3 separate regions of the Mus musculus genome follow, and regions 1 and 3 are each linked to region 2. Evidence: chromatin contacts called from public HiChIP or PLAC-seq data. All regions are on one chromosome and are shown on one strand. The core of a region is the stretch at or near the end of the contact, and the rest is flanking DNA. Distances in the headings are between cores, read along the strand shown. Region 1 has its middle 63 kb from the start of Mir1895. Region 2 overlaps Gm26691 (a long non-coding RNA gene). Region 3 has its middle 42 kb from the start of Mir1895.

Region 1 (4,487 bases), core at 1,024-3,523, 430 kb before region 2:
CTTCCACTAAAATCTCAGAGCTGCAAGTTGGAAGAAATGTAGTATTCAATTGTTAGGCTTTCAGCCAACTGATGGCTAGCAGGGCTGGTGCAGCCTGCGATCATATGACAGAGACTTGGAGTTGGCTTAGGGTGAAAGAAATAATGGGAAGTGAATTGTTAACTGCCACCTGGGCAGTGGAACTCCAATCAAAATCAGAAGCCCAACCATCTATACTTGTACTTTTCTTGCCTTGCACTTCCCTGGGCTTGTTTTCCAGTGGGAAAATGTGCCCCTCCCCCTTCAGGTAATAAATGAACAGCTCCATCCATCTCAAACTGTCTCTCAGACACTGATGGGGCCAGTCCAGAGAGAAGCAATCAAGTAGAGTGTTGGCTGCCTTGAAGACAGCCCCGCTGAATAAATGACTTGCTGGGGTTTTTTTTGTTGTTGTTGTTGTTGTCTTTTTTTTTCTTTGCTTCATTTGCTTTTTGGCCAATTATTTCTTGGTCTCGATCCCATACGTATAACTTCTATCTCATATAATGTATTCAAACCAACTGATATTATTGACTAACATCTATGTACAAGGAAATAGAGCAACGTGTTGACAATCAGGAAAGGTGGATAATAACACAGTCAAGCTCTCCTTGCCCTGGGTCGAGCAGGACTTTCCAGCCAAGGTCTTTGATAAGAGAGATCAGTCCAGAAGAGGAGGATGACAGTCTTCCCAGATGTTCACTCAGTCCTGAGTGTGTCCTTGGTTATTCCAGGCTCCCCAAGTCCATTTCTCTTTTTGTAAACCATAAGTAAATTCACTGAGCCCAAGAACATAAGGAGAAATATAAGCTCTCACGGTAATTTATTGTAAAAGTTGGTACAGTGTGCAGAAAGCTGCCAAATATAGAAGTGGCAACTTCTACTTGGGAAAACAAGGAACAGTCAAATGAGATGTGCGATTTAATGCTGATACATCCACTGGTCAAACTCTCCCATTAGCATGTGTACACACACACACACACACACACACACACACACACACACACTCATGCACACACACATACACAGGCACACATACTTCTCCTTTTTGGTGGTAGGAATGCCCAGCTTGTACAGATTCCCTCAGATTTCTGCAGATAAATGTCTCATTAAATCCCTGGATTCTCTGCCTCTACTTGTTTGAATCTGAATGATTGAGTGGGCTGAGTAAAAAGTGTATAGGTTATCCAGCATCCTGGTCCTTCTTTCCGGATTATCTTTCCAGTTGCTAAGAGTAAGTGCTTGTTGTAACTTTAATTTTAGGATCCCACTCTGATAGTCATCTGGCTTTCAGGAAGCAAAAACTTCTGACAAAGGCATTAGCCAAAAGCAGACTTTCATAGTTTTCCAAGTTTGTATAAAATTGACTTTGAAGTTGTATTGCTCATTGCTCTCCTTCTTTGAATGCAATCTCTCTCTCTCTCTCTCTCTCTCTCTCTCTCTCTCTCTCTCTCTCTCTCTCAGTTTGTGATCAGCTTGAACATGTTGGAAAATAAAAGTAAATAAACACATACCGTAGGAAATGGGCCAAAAAAAAATTAATGTGTTTGGCATGTTTTAGTTAGATACTTTGACAGGGAAATTCCAGTCTTAATTGGATACCTTAATTATTTCTTCTTGCTAAAGTAAACCTTTATTGATAAGGCACAGCTCAAATGTACCTTTCGCTTGCTGTGATTACTCCTATACCAAGGCTAAGTCATGAAGCCTGGTGCTTCCTCTCTCCTTTATTTCTGTCCTCAGCTTTTATGCTTGCTTAGGATACCAGAAAAAAATGAGACGGATTCAAAAGACTCTTGGCCAATATAGCTACTTCTTTTTCTGAATATTAGTAATCATGGGAACTTTTTATAGAACACCTAAAATTCAAATTAAGCCTCTGGAGACAATAGGCCTTTGTGTATGTTGTGCGAAACCTCCCTGTCTCCCTGTCCCCTTTGTTGTCTGAACGTATTTCACCCTTCTGTCAAAGTGTGTCCACTCTCACCTCTCCTCTGGCATAGCTGGCTTCTCTCCAGTCTCCAAAACTGCATGTTTGACTCTCATCTGACACCTTTATTTGATAGAGTCACAACACTTCTTTGCATAATAAGCAGGCGCTCCCTCGCCGGTGGAAAGGTAATTAAAAAAATGTTTAGATTTTTGTTTCCATAGCTGTAACAGTATAAATGAAACTTCTGCTCAATTAGGGCACCAGTGTCAGAGAGAGGGGGGAGGGGAGCGACCGGTCTTTTAATCAGGGAGCGAGTTCTATGCTTACACGCCTCAGCCCTAGAGATCCTGGTTTGTGATTCTCCCTCCCCCTTGGAAAGGAATCTTTAAATAAAGATGTCTTCATCTGAATTGACCACCGTTTATAAAAGCAAATCTGACTGGGGCTGGGCTGTCTGTGCCGAAGGAACATTCCTCCCCATTACAGCAGCATTTGCACATTTATAGGAAGAATAAAGGAAAAGATGCACGATACATGTGAAGCAGCCTTCTCTCTGCCGTGCAGAGAAAGAAGAACTAAAAGGATTATAAAAGTTCAGATTAAAATGATATAAAATCTAGCATTTGGCTCCAATACTAGCGCCTTGGTCCTCTGAAGCTAATCTGTATGCACTCTGTGACCTCCTCGCAGCGAACCCTGCTAAATATATTATTCCCACGGGGGCTTTCACTGCTGCTTGGTGTCAGAAATCAATATGTATGAGGCGCGTGGATGGGAATTTCTAATAGATCTGCCTGGCCCTGTGCTGCTTTTCAATATCTGCCTTGGACTATTAGTGCCGGCTCGGTGCCTGTGAAATAACCGAGATAATCTTTTAAGGTGCACTGTTAAGGTGGAACCTAAATGTTGCTGTTTCAATTAAAACAAAAATTATATTCATAAATCAGTCAGTCGGGTCTGTGTAACCTTGCACAGTCACTCTGGAAAGCTGATTAAAAACAAGGTGGGATTTAGAGCTTTGGGGAATGGAATGCTATTTTTAACTTCTATTTAGAGTTCAGAGAAAGATTTTGCATTTTAAGGCTAATGATGTGTTTGGGGGGGGGGAAGGGTGATCAGATCAGAAATGAAATTTAGAAGGCTCAGAGTTCTCACACTAAGAAATGGTTGTTTGGTCATCTTATGTAAAAGAAGAGGGGGGAAAGAGAAATACACAGGAAAAAGCATTTCCACCTTATTAGATGAGAATATATCTGTATACTTCTTCTTTATATAATTTGTTCACATGAAAATTAGTGCACGGGTGAATTTGAGAGACAGTTGTATAAACTAATTTCATCACTCTATGCACTTGTGCTATGTCATTTTTTTGTACTTCCCTATGAATAGCTGTTTGGAGAGAAGAGTGAATGAGAAAGCAGATCATTACACTTCCAGGTTACCTAGCCCTTAACCAGTGAGCATCTTCTTTTCCGCAGCTAATTGTCAAGGCCCTGTGCAAAGAGCAATGGGTCTAAGCTGAACCAGGAGTATGGAACCAGGCTCTTGCTTCCTGTTGTTTGCTTCTTTGTTTTAAACCACTACTAGTCCAATTTAATGCCTAGGCATTCGGGAACCCAGAACTGGCTGGTGAACAAGTTTTCTCATTATAATGGGACAGTAGAAGTATCAGTATCAGTATGAATGGAGAAGGTGGAGGTAGTCTATTATCCACACATACATGCATCCAACTTTTCATATACTGAGAATGGGCTCAGTCCAGCACAAGGTGTGGCACAGGGATCTCTCACCTAGGAAAATGTGGGATTTGTTTCCTTGTGAACTTGTCACTCCACCTTTGGACAAAGAAATAGAATGTAACCACCTTCCCCTATTTCTCTTCTCCACACTTCAGTTGACACAATACAGTCTACCTGACAGCTTTCAACCACACACCCTGGCTCCTTATCTGGTCTTCTCCGAGTTGTGTTGGAGGATTAAGCATCCAGTTACTAAGGTTGGACTTTAAGTTGGAAATAGCCAAGAGAAATCAGAAGAAGCCATGAGGCCATTAAGAAATTGTCTTTGTAAACTACCTCAATATATAATAGTAATTGTTTAAAAGTATATATTTTTATAGACTATTTTTTCTAATTATTTGTCTTATGGAATCAAATATATATTTAATTCTCTCTATATATCTATATCTATCTATCTCTCTCTCTATATATATATATATATATATATATATATATATACATATATCAGAAATTAATCTGACAGAGATGTAACAACTGTCATTCAGCACATGTCTAGACAGCACATAAGAACCTGTTTTCTCTGAGAATCTCTTGTACATTTGTTTTAGTTTAGGGATGCACTTCTATGTGAGCAGAAACTGCACTGCAGAACCATTCAAAGAAAAAGGCATGCGTAAAGCACCAGAAAACCAACTGCTCTGTGGTTCCTTTGTGAAAGAAATAGAATTGTATTGCCTCCCTTCATTCAGACTGTCAACAGGCCCCATGAATAAAAACCATAAACCCTTAAAGTTATA
Region 2 (4,339 bases), core at 1,155-3,654:
TTTACCTAAGCGAGGGGAAGTAAAAAAAAAAAATCTAAACTGAGCTTTTGAAGGATTACCCTAACCATCCATTCCACAGAGCCTAGGATAGATGCCCAACATGCTGGCTTCCTGATGCCATGAAGACTGACTGAGCCATCCAGTCGATAAGCAAAGAACCAGTACAGCTTCAAGCAATGGGCTTCATTTAAACTTTGCAAATTGTGTTTGTTTGTTTTTAAATTAAATGCAGATTTCTTTGAACTTTGAGGAGATGTATTTGAATAAACAAAATTTTAAAAAAATACTCTCTTTTAAGGTTGCTTTCATATTTAGCAGTAAACTCGGTGGGTAGAATTAAAATCTACACACAAGTCTTAAAAGGTAATTTGGAAGCTGCTTCCTTTCACTGTTCCTAAATGGTGAGGTCAGGACTCTAAGGGCAGAGCCCATTTGGCTCTGCTGAAACCTTGCTGTGAGAGCAAGCCCTTTCCATGTTGAGTTGCTGCAGCCTCCTGCAGAGGGATAGGAAACCTTGAACTCCAGTGACTTCTGCTCCAGAGGCACATTGCTCCATTGTAGGAATGAATGGACTGTCTAAAAGGCATCCTAATCTGATAATTATTTGTAAACCAGTTCATATCTACCCTGCTCCCAGCTAAGACTTTGCAGGAATTCTGCAGCCACCAAATTTTCGTCGTTCACCCTGCAGTTCTATTTTTTTTTCACCTTTAAAGAATGCAAGGAGTATCTCAGCCTACATTTTAAATATGAAGAAGCAAACGTGTGAAGTGAGGAAATAAAAATATACTGGGGATTTTTTTTTTTTAGAACTTACATACTTTCAAAGCATGTATATTTTAGCAAGCACCATGTAACCTTCGTGGGAATACAGCCCGAGCCTGTTTTATTCATCAATACAGTCCCATACTGGTAGCAGATTCTGGTGTTGTAGTAGACACTAAGGAAGCAAATAAATAAATGCTTATTTTTAAGAGATGCATTCTTGTGCAGTGAAGTACTTGTACACTCATGTAAATGATATTCTTTTAAAAAAAATGGTAAATTAATCTGTCTTTGTCATCCGCCAAGCATGGGCACAGAACTCTCTTCAGCTTCTCCTAACTCCCCAGAAGACTCGGTGTGCCTAACAGGTGTCTGTCAGACCTACCATGAAATTAACATTGGAATTTGGGGATTGCTCTTACATTTTGTCTGTTTGTTCGTTTGGCTTTTACATAAATCTGGACTTGAAAGACTGGAGATAGAGCGGCCTCAACAAAGAATTTTATCAAAGTGCCCGCTTTGCTTAACTATCGCAAAGTGAACTTTAAAGGATATTGGCAACCTTTGACGGTAAAAGAAAAATCAGTTCTAGGTGTGTAAAACGCACCCACGTGTGTTAAAAAGCACGTGCCAGTGTGATATGTGAAAAACAACAACAAACAAGAAATCAAAAACAAACAAACAAACAAATCCCAATCCTTTTAGGAGCCGCTCAACCTCCACATGAGGTGGAAGTTTCTCCTGACTTCTTACATAGGGAGTGCAAGTTCTGAATACCACTGGTCTGTTGCATTCCCTATAGCCTTCTGACCAGCTTGTATTTCATCTTCCAAGCAGCACTCTCCAGCCCCCACCTAGAGAGAGGTGTGAAGACCTCTGGGTAAATGCCAAGCTTTCACTGAGCCTGAGGCCAGGAGAGGCGCACTGCCAGGTGAGCAGCTCGCCCTTCACGCAAGCACAGCACATAAGCAGTTAACAGTCTTCCCGGTGGCCTGGTAATATATTCTTGCTCAACACTCCTGGCTCTCCAGAATCAGATTTCTGCAAATGTCTCTACATGGAGACATTCACTCCCCTGATCACCAGAAAGGGCTGTATCCAGGGCCAAGAAGAGTAAAAATTGAACGTGCTGTGTGTGTGTGTGTGTGTGTGTGTGTGTGTGTGTGTGTGTGTGTGTGTGTGTAGATGGTGGTTGTGGGGGAGGGGAGGTTTTTTTCTTTCTTTCTTTTTTCTTTTCTCAAAGAACGCCTTCCGATTGACAATTTGAGGCTCAAGGCAACCAAGAGTCTTTAAAATGCACACAAAGGGTGACAATGTGTTCCCTTAACACACACCACAGCTAGCAGAGCCCCTAAACAATTTATTAGAAAGTGGATAGACAAGGGAGATTTAATAGTGATTACCAAAGTGTTGGGAGATGTATTTACGCAACTATAATCATATGTACTCAGGGTGTCTCTAATTGCTTCCACGGACCGGCATGTAATGAGTTAAAGTCAAATGGCCTCAGCAATTAAGGCTATAAGTAAACCATTCCTAAGATACTTGACTGAAAGCACATGCTTGTCTTTGTGCTGAGTGGAAAGAGCACAGGAGGCCCGGGAAGAGGGAACGCGTTTTGGAGAGCACATTAAGCCAAAATAGCACACTGGTTCTGACCATCCTGGGCACTGTGTCTCCATAATTAGAAGGAGGAATACCCTTCTGTGGGTTGGAAACGCCAGTCAGATGGAGACTTAAGTTAAGCTAGCATACATCAAAAATAATTGACAATGGTTAGGCTTCATTGTGGAGAAGCCTCGCACTGGCATTGCAGCCACCAGCCCACCACCCACCTAAGAATTATTATTTGAAAAGGATGTCAGAGGATTATAGAAGATCCCTGCGTCTGCTCCAATTAGGATCAACACTGCGGCTGCTTCCTGGGAGCTCTCCGTATGGAATGATGAAAACATATTGACCCCTGCTGGAAATGTGGAGAACTGCAGCGTTTTCCCCTCGTTTCAAACCTTACAGGAAAGTCACCCTTGGCTATCCCTAAGGAGGTGTCTTAAATTTTTCTACGTCCCAATGCCAGTATCAAAAGCAATTTATAAATTATAGGCATTCTTCAAAATATTTCATAAATGCAACACAATTAAAACTTCCAATGTTATAGCCTCGTGTTTTTGTTTTTGTTTGGTTTTGCAGGGTTTTTTTCTAATGGAGTTTCAGTCACAACCTTGGTTCAAATATTGGGCAGCCACCATCCAAAATCAAGTTTTAATTTAAACCTTTCCTCGTATTTAATAGACCCTTTGTACACTGGTCCCCAAATAATCTTTTTTTTCAACGAATTATAATCTTGGATCTATCTTAACACTTTAATTATCTCGTTGGTACTTTAGATATCACCCCAAGATCTCAATCCTACTGAGGACAGTATCCACAAGCTACTCTCCTAACTGAACAGAGCTGCTAGATGAATGGCTCTCAACATTCCTAATGCTACAACCCTTTAATACAGTTGCTCATGTTGTGGTGACCCCCCCCCCAACCATAAAAATATTTTGTTGCTACTTCTTAACTATAGTTTTGCTACTATTATGAGTTGTAATGTAAACACCTAATAGGCACTATATCTGATCTGTGACCCCCCTGAAAAGGTCATTTAACCCCAAGGAGGTCAGAACCCAAAGGAACCTACACTACTGAAGGCCTCCTCCTAAGAATTCCTAGAAGAATAATACCTGACCAAGAGATTAAGCGCATGAGTCACACAGTTTTCAGCCACGTGGTTAAGGGTGAAGAAAGGAGGTTTGGCTTCCTGCTTTAAGGGCTGGGTTAAAACAATGCAGCTGCTAAAACTCTCTCTGTGTTGCTGGTGGGTGCTGCATCTGAGACCCCAGACCCCAGAACAAGATTCCAAGATCTTTTAGCCCACCTCCATTTGGTGCTTGCTCCTCACAGCGCTCCTCAGCGCATCCAATTGCTCTGAAAATGTGTGCTGTCAAGTGCAAATGTTCAAGCTTCATTCTCATCACATCTCACGGAAACGTGAACAGCTGTATTTGGTGATTAGATTGGCGGTTTTTCCAATATAACAACATTTTCTATTTTCAAAAAGAAGCTCCGACCTTCTAGTAAGTTAGTGACTGTAAGAAACTGATGCAGAAGGTAGGTCGTCTTGTCTTATTTCCAATTTGTGCTGAAATTTATTAACTAAAAATACCCAGTTGTGGAAAGGGAGTCGAAAGCTCTATCGCCAAAGGCATTGCCAAAATAGTGCTTCACCCATAAAAAATTGGATTTATTAAATATTGTAATTTGAATCGTGTGTTTCAAAAGTAATGTTACTTAGGGTGTGTCTGGACTTTTTCATTTTCTATAAATATTACCATAGACAAATTACATAATACCTTGAAACCTTGATATCTTCTACTATGAAATTAGTTCATTTATACTCACCAACATGAAAATGCAAAGGAAATTAAGCTTGTAACTACTTTATTCAAAAGCGACAAGGCAAACCCAATCATATGTCTTGAAAATGTTTTATTCTTTCTAGAGTCAAGAAACATTCTACTATCAAGGA
Region 3 (4,041 bases), core at 1,533-4,032, 410 kb before region 2:
ATGTGATAGGGAAAGAATAAAAGGTTTTGGATATTATTCTCATTTTTACTGGTTGGTGGTGTTCAATGTAAGTTTACCTCTATACACTAAAGTGTCTTCATTTGTAAGATTGAAAACATAAGATGCCTCTAACCTTGGGATATGACAAATCACTGATAAGACCTCTGTCAGTGACTATTGAAAAGCCTACCATGCCCTTTATTCCAAATGGTTGTTTTTAAAATCATATCTTAGATTTTTTGCTCTACTGTCCCTGTCATCAACAACTACTAAGCATCCTGAACCATTTCCATGGTAGCAGTGACACCTACTTTGTAGTGATGCTCTAATCCATGTTATTGGTCCAGAGCTTGTTTCTGAAAGTTCTCCTTGCATTTGGTAAAGAAACTCAACCCCAAGTGAGTGAGCTAACTCTCTCCCCTTTCTGTTTTACCTTAGGACCTATTCTTTACTTATGACAAAATCACCAAGGCATGACCTGGAGATCGCAAGGGCTGTCTTTTTCTTCATTCCCAATCCCAGCACCCTGACAAGTTTTTACCAGTCTGAACTTCGCACATCACTATTGTTGCAGTCAGCTTCTTATGTTCTTTCTATCTCTTTGGGTTGTTTTGTTTTTGGTTTTTGGTTTTTGTTTGTTGTTGTTGTTGTTGATGTTTGTTGTTGTTGTTTGTTGTTGTTGTTGTTGTTGTTTCGAGACGGGGTTTCTCGGTATAGCCCTGGCTGTCCTGGAACTCAGTTTGTAGACCAGGCTGGCCTCGACCTCAGCAATTCACCTGCCTCTGCCTCCCAAGTGCTGTCATTAAAGGTGTGCGCCACCACTGCCTGGCCTTTATCTCTTTGTTATCTGTATATTCTATCTTATTCTTTCAGTGGGACCACTGCCATCAAAGTGATATGTCTAATGATGCAACTAATTTGTTCACGCTTCAGGGTATAATCTTCTGTGGCCACACTGACATAGAAAATGAACCACTGAGATCTTTAGAGTTCTCTAAGTGCATACTAGTTGTCATGGGTTTTTTTTTTCTATTGCTATGATAAACAATATAAGCAAAGAAATTTAGAGTAAAGGATTTATTTGGCTTAAGGTCTACAGTCTCTCATGAAGGGAAGCCATGGTAGGAGTTCAAGGCAGAAACTTAGAGGCACAAATTGAAGCAGAGGCCACTGAAGAACACTGCTTACTGGTTTGTTTTCCAAGCTCATGTTCATTGACCCTTGTCATACATTGCAGACCTACCTATCCATAGATGGCACTGACAACAGTAGGCTGGATAGTCTCATATCAACTAATCAAGAAAAGACATGATAAACATGCCTACAGGACAATCTGATGGAGATACTTTTTCAATGAAGGATTCCTTCTACCCAGTTGACCCACTTTGCATTAAGTTGATGATAACCAGGACATTATTCTCTCACTGTAAGTACTAGCTATGGAGAATTTAAAACCTGCCTATTCATGAAATAATGCCTCTTCAGGATGACTTGTCTGCACAACTACAGCCCCATCCATTCTTTGGTCAGTCTATGGGCAGACAGTTTCCATAAAACCAATTGTCTTCTTTAAAATGGGACCTCTCTGAGTTTTACACCTGATTCTATAACAGGTCTTATAACACCCAATTTCTTCCTGTCTTTTGATGGTAGCTTTAACTCTAAGTCTCAGTGCCTTAAAGCCAACAACTGCATCTAATTGCTCAACATCCACATCAGTTAGTGGAAACTGATGCTACAATCACTTTGTGATCTGAAGAGTCTTTAGTAGTGATACTCACTTTTTTCAAGGGGCTGAGGCAGCTGGTTCACAAGTTCAAGGCCTGGTTGGGATTCAACTGTAGCCTGGGTAACCTGGCAAGACTGTTTTAAAACTGACCAAGAAAATAAGAGGAAGGGGTTATAATAAATGTATCCCAGTGGTGAAGCAACCTCCCAGCATCCAGTCCTCAAGGTTGCTAAATACATGGATTAATAATTGAATAGACTCATCAAGGCATGCAAGCTGGATTTTGAGAGGTAAATAAAGGATTAGTCTGAATTTGGAAAATGACACAAAGGGAAGGACATCATTCCAGACTCAAGGAGAGTAGCAATAATGAATGAGAAGCATGTTCCTGTCTAGAGAGATGCTGAGAGACCAAAACAAATTGCACATGGAAAGAACAATAAATACCCCCTCCTTGCCAGTGTCTTTCGTCCATATTTTCAAACCAACCCAGTATGCGGGAAGAAATGTACATTCCATTACAGATGTCCTGGAAGAAGAAAACAGGATCCCAAAGCACAACAAAACAACAAAGAAAATATTTAGTGCAAAATCTAAAGACTCTCATAGATATTAATTGCTTGCATGAGAGGTGTTGAATGAAAATTCACTGACGGATTACTTGTGGGCCACTAAAATCTGCACCAAAAAAAGGACAGTAAAGGGTTAAATACAAATGCTCTGAAATAGCATTTCTGCTAGCTTTAGACAGGATTATGTTGTGCAGCCACTTAGCTGCTTCAGCAGAGACATGCTTTAAAGGGAAAGTGCAGGAAACACTGGGAAAAAAAGGTTTTGTCATGTTTCCCAGGGGAGAAATGTGTTGCTGGTGGTGTTACCCAGAAGGCGGTCCTCTTTGACAAAATGGTGAAGACAACCGAGAGTGGATGCAAAGAAAACTCGTAGGCTCTGCATATAAATGCAAATAAACAAGTGGATTCAGCTGAGAGTAAGGATCCCAAGTAAGAAAGCACAGCAGCGCAGAGGGGGATGGGAGCGTCTGCAGAAGGAAGGCAGAATGACTAAGAAGGAATGAGAAAGCAGAGGACTAAAGTGAGATAACAAGGATTTACAGTAAACAAGGGGCAGTGCTATCAGCGGGGGAAAATGAGATGTCTGCAGGTAGGGAATCTGTTAAGTCTCCCACAAAACTCAGAACAACTGTGAGAGCCTCAGAAGAGCACGCCTGCCAGGGTGGAAAGACTCTCCTGGAAATGACAGCTTGCTCATCAATCAGAATGTGCAAGGATGATGGGTAGGCTCTACAGCAACACAAGGGAAGAAAACAGGACGATGAGAAGGAATCGCTTGAGACCCATCCCAGGCGAGTCAAGACTAATGCATTCAAGAACAATTAGTTAGAAATGCCTTTCATTAACCATACGTGTACAAATTAATTCTTCGCTAAACTGATTATCGTTTTAACATTTTGTGTATACAGCGGTAGCTTCAGATCAATGAAATAGTTGATGAAGCTCCTAATCATGAATGGCTCAAAATATTACAGCCAGGTATTGTCTCAGGGAGGAATCTGTGACTTCATAGATTCAACCAAAGAAAAGACATGGGAAATCATGTGACACAAAGCCAGGAGTTTGAAGTTTGGTGTCAGACAGAACTTTATGTCAATTTCTGCTATAGTGGCAAGCAGTTATACAACCTTAGATCAGTTTTAACTTCAGAACAATGCAGGCCCCCAGGAGAGGCTCTCATCACTGGACTCACTTGAAAACTTAGAGGGTTAATGCAAGTTAATACTGTGCCTGTCACATGTATGCACCGTGTCCTAAAATATGATTTCTATCAAAGCTTTCTGTTCACGTGATTTCCATGGAGCAAGAAGGAAACATGAAATGTGAACTGGTGTGTTTTATAAAATGATATAAAGAGAAAGAATATGTTTGGTGGAGGTGTGGGGGAAAGGGGTGCTTCCAAGAGCCCATGGTGAGATATCTGTGTCCCCAGATGGACTAGCCACAAGATGGTATAGTATAGAATAGAGTTTATTCGGGGTATGGGGAAGGGAGTTGAGAGGACAGTAGAGACAGAGAAAGGGAGGGAGGGAGGGAGAGAGAGAGAGAGAGAGAGAGAGAGAGAGAGAGAGAGAGAAGGCAAGAGAAAGAGGAGAGGCAAGCAGACCCTCTTATACTGAGTCAGGCACACCTGTTGCCAGGTAACTGTGGGGCAGAGCCTAGACAAAATGCTATCATTGATATTTACAGATTATATGCTATTTCACAAACTTAAGATCCTATCATCATATTTAATTATTT

What was found. HiChIP or PLAC-seq counts read pairs in DNA pulled down with a chosen protein or histone mark.
Region 1: a contact with region 2 is called in an H3K4me3 HiChIP or PLAC-seq map of embryonic forebrain, with 4 times the contacts expected there. The contact joins two enhancer-like sites. A contact is called at or near these places in 1 of 39 promoter capture datasets (trophoblast stem cells), 1 of 484 Hi-C or Micro-C datasets (uterus), 5 of 115 datasets of contacts at active chromatin or transcription factors (astrocytes, differentiating embryonic stem cells, embryonic forebrain and 2 more) and 2 of 9 other capture datasets (embryonic tail and embryonic trunk).
Region 3: a contact with region 2 is called in an H3K4me3 HiChIP or PLAC-seq map of neural tube, with 4 times the contacts expected there. The contact joins two enhancer-like sites. A contact is called at or near these places in 2 of 115 datasets of contacts at active chromatin or transcription factors (embryonic midbrain and neural tube).

The regions. Positions count from the first base shown.
Region 1 is chr3:134,301,102-134,305,588 of GRCm38.p6, reverse strand. No RefSeq gene overlaps it. Among named protein-coding and RNA genes, the nearest start is that of Mir1895, 63 kb to the right of the region's middle. Within about 2 kb of position 2,273, at least 54 of the 459 cell types and tissues checked have an H3K27ac peak or open chromatin away from gene starts, as enhancers often do. A contact at or near this core is called in embryonic forebrain and neural tube, where this site is marked.
Region 2 is chr3:133,874,901-133,879,239 of GRCm38.p6, reverse strand. The region is part of intron 2 of Gm26691 (a long non-coding RNA gene); the gene reads left to right. Among named protein-coding and RNA genes, the nearest start is that of Gm30484, 58 kb to the right of the region's middle. Within about 2 kb of position 2,404, at least 68 of the 459 cell types and tissues checked have an H3K27ac peak or open chromatin away from gene starts, as enhancers often do. A contact at or near this core is called in embryonic forebrain and neural tube, where this site is marked.
Region 3 is chr3:134,280,687-134,284,727 of GRCm38.p6, reverse strand. No RefSeq gene overlaps it. Among named protein-coding and RNA genes, the nearest start is that of Mir1895, 42 kb to the right of the region's middle. Within about 2 kb of position 2,782, at least 24 of the 459 cell types and tissues checked have an H3K27ac peak or open chromatin away from gene starts, as enhancers often do. A contact at or near this core is called in neural tube, where this site is marked.